Regions from separate parts of the Pan troglodytes genome. Here region 1 is linked to region 2. The links are chromatin contacts, called in public HiChIP or PLAC-seq maps. All regions are on one chromosome and are shown on one strand. Each heading gives the region's core, a stretch centred on a gene start, on an enhancer-like site or on the middle of the called end of the contact. The rest is flanking DNA. Distances are from core to core; before and after follow the strand shown. Region 1 holds the start of PFKFB4 (6-phosphofructo-2-kinase/fructose-2,6-biphosphatase 4). Region 2 holds the start of ZNF589 (zinc finger protein 589).

The links. HiChIP or PLAC-seq counts read pairs in DNA pulled down with a chosen protein or histone mark.
Region 1: a contact with region 2 is called in an H3K4me3 HiChIP or PLAC-seq map of stem cell-derived excitatory neurons, with 4 times the contacts expected there. The contact joins the promoter of PFKFB4 here to the promoter of ZNF589 in region 2. A contact is called at or near these places in 1 of 7 Hi-C or Micro-C datasets (stem cell-derived neural progenitor cells) and 1 of 1 datasets of contacts at active chromatin or transcription factors (stem cell-derived excitatory neurons).

What each region holds. Positions count from the first base shown.
Region 1 is chr2:52,584,350-52,587,049 of NHGRI_mPanTro3-v2.0_pri, forward strand. PFKFB4 (6-phosphofructo-2-kinase/fructose-2,6-biphosphatase 4) reads right to left here and starts at 1,373. Exons shown (of 15, transcript XR_010155191.1): 1 at 1,162-1,373.
Region 2 is chr2:52,263,479-52,266,178 of NHGRI_mPanTro3-v2.0_pri, forward strand. It overlaps ZNF589 (zinc finger protein 589), which reads left to right and starts at 1,341. Exons shown (of 4, transcript XM_516434.9): 1 at 1,341-1,531. The coding sequence starts at 1,489.

The DNA.
Region 1 (2,700 bases), core at 123-2,622, 320 kb after region 2:
TAGATGTTCTCTGAGGTCCTGGACAAGCTGCAAATTCATTACAATGTTTCAGTTACTCCTAAAACAAATCTTTCTTTTCCTGGTAATAAAAAAGTTGCAGGCCAGGACCCACGCCTGTAATCTCAACACTTCAGAAGGCCAAGGCCAGAGGATCCACTTGAAGCTATGAGTTGGAGACCAGCCCAGACAACATAGCAAGACCCTGTCTCTACAAAAAAAAGAAAAAAGAAAAAAAAAAAGCTGGGTGTGGTGGCGCACCTATAATCCCAGCTAATCGGGAGGTTGAGGTGGGAGGATTGCTTGAGCCCAGAAGGTCGTGGCTGCAGTGAACTATGATCACGCCACTGCACTTGCTCCAGCTTGGGCCACTGAGCGAGACTCATCTCTTAAAAAAAAAAAAAAACTGCCAGCTCATTTAAGGACAGGCAGAAACTCAAGGAAGCGGTTTAAACACCTGGGACCCTAGGAGAGGTGAGCCCCTTAACAATTCCATGAATTTCAGCATTCTCCTAGCTGTTTCACTCTCCAGTTTTACTGTACACCCATGACCCCAGGTGGATACTTACATGTCCCGGGACACAGACACAGGCCCACACGGCATACTTTTCTGTCTCTATCCTGAGCACATCTCTGCTGAAGTTCCTGCCCAAGCTCAGCTTTAAGGCCAAGAGGCACCCTTCCTCCTGTTGGAAAACTAGCCCACCTTTGAAAGTTCTGGGCTCAGAGAGGCCAAGTAATTCACCTAGGGCCACACAGCTCAGTTCCAGTCCAACAACCCGGCCCACACTCCTTGGCCAGGAGAGAGGGAAGGGCCTGGGGTGCCCACAGGGTCCTCCCCAGGCTGGGGGCGATGGGGATTGGAGAGGGAAGCAAGGGGGCTAGAGCCCTCCCCGAGGTGATGGTGGCCAGACCTAGCCACCGCCAAGCCGATATGCCCCCACACACCTGTCCCCGCCCCCTGCTCTGCCACACCTGTCTCTGGCCCACCACTGTCACGACCGCCTCACCTGTCCCCAGCAGCCTCCCCAGTCACGGCAACCTCACCTGTCCCCGGTTCCCCATCTGTCTCCCGCCCCTTCTCCATGCGAGACCCCCGCCCAGGCCGCCCTACCCACCCATCCCGGTGCACCTCCCACCTCCTCCCAGAGGACCCCGCCTCACCACCGCGCTGGCAAGCGTGCAGAGCGGGCCGCCCATTGCTGTATGGCATCCAGATCTTCTTCAGGGGGTTCTGTGTCAATTCCCGTGGGGACGCCATCCCGGGGCCGGGATGAGTCGGACTGCGCCGCTTCCAACCCAGCAGCCGGGCCACCTCGGGCCACCCGAGGTCCCGCCCCTTGGGCCCCGCCCCTCCTCAAGCCGCGACAGCCCATGTCTATCTTCCCGCAGGTCCCGCCCCAGAGTGAGTAGGCTCCGCCCCAGCTGAAAGGGGCCCGGCCTCCGACCACGCATGCCCAACTCACCTACCCGCCCGTTTTGGAACAAGTGGGCCCAGTTCTTCAGGCCAGGATCGAGAATGCGCATGCTCAACTCCGGATTGCACTGGCCCCGCCCCAGTTCAAGGCCCGGATTGTGCAGGCCCGCCCCGGATGCGCAAACTCAGCGCTCCCAACCTGCCCGCGCTGATTTGCATAGGCCCCACCGACGGGCTCCGCCCTGGCGCTGCATCCCTGAGCAGCGGCACGCGTGAATTCTGCTACCTCCTTGCTAGGGAGCCCAGGGCCCCCAGGAGGGAGGGGTTTTCATGCAGTGGGACGAGGCCTACGTGACCCGCACGGCCAGGTTGGTCAGAGCCGACAGGGGCCAGTAGGCCTGCAGTCCCAGCCGTCAACTCCGCTGCGCCCTCCTGCCCCTGCTCGGGGTCCCCCTTGACTGCTCCGAGCCCCGGGACTCTTCCGCCGTCCATAGGAGCATGCTCAACCACGCTGGAAAAGCTCTTTTACCTCATGGATAGAGACTCAAAACACATTTCAATATTGTTCCTCTTTCTTTGCTTTGGCTGCTGGGAGCACATGCGTGGGACTTTTTTTTTTTGAGACGGAGTTTCGCTCCTGTTGCCCAGGCTGGAGTGCAATGGCGCTATCTTGGCTCACTGCAACCTCCGCCTCCCGGGTTCAAGGGCTGCTCCTGCCTCAGGTTCCCAAGTAGCTGGGATTACAGGCGCCCACCACCACGCCCTGCTAATTTTTGTATTTTTAGTAGAGGCGGGATTTCACCACGTTGGCCGGGCTGGTCTCGAACTCCTGACCTCAGGTGATACGCCCTCCTCAGCCTTCCAAAGTGCTGGGATTACAGGCGTGAGCCACCGCGCCCGGCCGTGCGTGGCACTTAGTAACCAAGTACTTTGGGTACTCACTGAGCCCTGGGAGTATCTTAATTGTCTTTCCAGAATTTCATTTTTTACAATTTTTTTTTGTTTTTGTTAGTATTTTGGTTTTTTTAACTAAAGTTTTACATATTTTTTGAAAATAATATGTTAATAACATTTTCTCTTCATCAGGAAAATGGGATGTGCACATTGTCTATCTTACAGTATTACAGTATAAATTAAGTATGTCAATCTCTAAGAAATTCATTTTAAAATACGTTATGGTTGCCTTTTACTATATTTGTATCTCCCTCTTGTCTTTGAAAATGCACTGGGGACAAGGAACAAGGGAGAGATCCAGAAGTTCGTAAACCCCTGGCTCACTTTCTTGT
Region 2 (2,700 bases), core at 91-2,590:
AAGAGTAATTGGGGAAGTTGTGCTTCAAAAGAGTAATTGGGGAAGTTGTGCGTCTTAGGGCCTCTGGAATAATGGCTGGTAATATTTAGAATTCCAGCCCTTCTCATCCTACTTTGGTGGCTGGTGGCCTTTCATTCATTTTACAAGAACAGTTTAGCCCTTGGGAAGGGCTATTATTTAAGCTATAAACTGAATTCCTTCCCAAGGCTACTTTGGCCTATGCCCAGAAGTGGACAAAGACAGTTTAGAGGTTGAAAGGAAGATGAGGTGGGTTAGATCTGATATCTTTTACTGTCATTGATAAGGCTCCGATGACTGGAGGAACACCAGGGTCCTTGGTCTCTGATAGGCTTAATAACACAGACACACGTGGAGTGGTTTTAAGGAGCGAAAAGTTTAATAGGCAAGAAAGAAGGAAGGAAGACGAAAACAGCTCCCCCATACAGAGACAGAGGGAGCGGGGATTCCAACAAAGAGAAAGCGCCGTGTGCGGAAAAGTGGCTGCTTATCTGAGGATGCTGGAGGAGGCGGTGTCTGGTTTCCATAGGGCTCAGGGGATTAGTTTGATCAGATGTGTCATTTATGTGGCAGCCAAAAACCTGGCCCTCCCACCCTAGCTTTTTAATATGCAAATGTAGGGCTCCATGAAGTTCTACACACGTGGGAATATGTGGGGGGTGGCCATGTTGCCAGGCACATGTCAGGGCAAAGAAAAGGACGGCGGGAATCGCCATGTTTGGGTGCGTCCAGTTTCTAATGGCCTGCATTTCCATATCAAAGCTTGCCATCCTGCTCTAGGAGCCCAGGCTTTCCTGCTAGACAAGAAACCTTTCTGGAGCTGCTTTAAAAGAAACAAAAACTTCCCAAGGACCCCTTTCCTTCTCTATCTGCTTAAAATAATTTCTTAATAACTCCTATAACATCATAATTTCCTTAGGTATAATTTTGCAAAGGCGGTTTCAAAAGCTCTTTGGGGTCCTCAGTAATTTTTAAGAGTGTAAAAGGATTTTAACAACAAGTTTGCGAACCACTGTCCTTGAGAAGCTCTCCATGGATGCGCATGAGTCTGTCCAATTGGAGTCCTGGTGTATTTCTACATTAGATACCACACAGCAGTGAACACACAATGAACAGGTCAACACGTGTCATTATAGAACTGCGCAAAAGAGCTAGTATTTATATAATGTTTACAACCATGGAAAACAACACTATATTTTGCTTATGGGTACCTGTGGTAAGCACAACCCCAAATATTGCGGCCGAGGGGGACCTAGAAGGTCAAAGTGCGCCTCAGCATTTTCTCTCGCCCTGCACAAGCCGCATTCCGCCCCGAGAACTACGCTTCCCGGCAGGCTGCGCGCCGCGCGGTGACGCACTTCACCCAGTCCTGCTTCTTTCTTCTGGCGCCGCCAGTGGCCCGCGGTGCGCATTATAATCCGTTTCACACACGGTGCTGCTACCTCGTTTGCTTCGTGCGTGCGTGCGCAGATGTGGGCCCCGCGGGAGCAGCTACTGGGCTGGGCTGCGGAAGGTGAGTCGGGGCCGCGAGACCGCCTCCCCCATTCGGTGCTCCAGCCGCAGGCGCCGCGCAGGCGTCGGCCGTATCCACCAGGGATGCGCGTGGGGTGCGAGCTGTGTGAGGCGCTGACTACCCCTACAGCGGCTCTTACTCCCCTGGGGGGCCAGGTTCCTCCCTAGGTGTCCCGTACAGTCTCCACGGTGCTCACTCCACGACTCTTCACCGGGCATCCTGCACTTGTGCACTCCGGCAGTCATTGGCCATAAATGGCTGCTGAGCATTTGAGAGGTGTGGAGTGCAACTGAAGAACAGCATTTTGTATTATTATATTATATCATATTTATTTTGAGACGGAGTCTCGCTCTGTCGCCCAGGCTGGAGTGCAGTGGCGCGATCTCCGTTCACTGCAATCTCCGTCTCCCGGGTTCAAGCAGTTCTCTGCCTCAGCCTGCCGAGCAGCTGGGATTACAGGCGCCCTCCACCACGCCTGGCTAATTTTTGTATTTTTAGTAGAGACGGGGATTTCACCATGTTGGCCAGGCTGGTTTTGAACTCCAGGCCTCGTGATCCGCCCACCTCGGCCTCCCAAAGTGCTGGGATTACAGGCGTGAGCCACCGCGCCCGGAGTATATTATATTTTTATATTTTTTGAGTCGGTCCGGAGTGCAGTGGCGGGATCTAGGCTCACTGCAGCCTCCGCTTTCCCAGGCTCAAGTGATTCTCGTGCCTCAGCTTCCGGAGTAGCTGGGATTACAGGCGGCGCCTCACCACCCCGGCTGTTGTATTTTTAGTAGAGAGGGGATTTCGCCATATTTGCCAGGCTGGTCTCGAACTCCTGGCCTCAAGCAATCCACCCACCTTGGCCTCCCACAATGTTGGGATTACGGGTGTTAGCCACCCCACCCGGCCCAAAAGACTTTTTTTTTGGAGACAGAGTCTTGCTCTGTAGCCCAGGCTGGAGTGCAGTGGGCGATCTCTGCTCACTGCAACCTCTTTCTCCCAGGTTCCAGCGATTCTCCTGCCTCAGCCTACCAAGCGGCTGGAATTACAGGGACACGCCACCACGCCTGGCTATTTTTTTGTATTTTTAGTAGAGACGGGGTTTCATCATGTTGGCCAGGCCGGTCTTGAACTCCTGACCCCAGATGATCCACCTGCCTCGGCCTCCCAAAGTGTTGGGA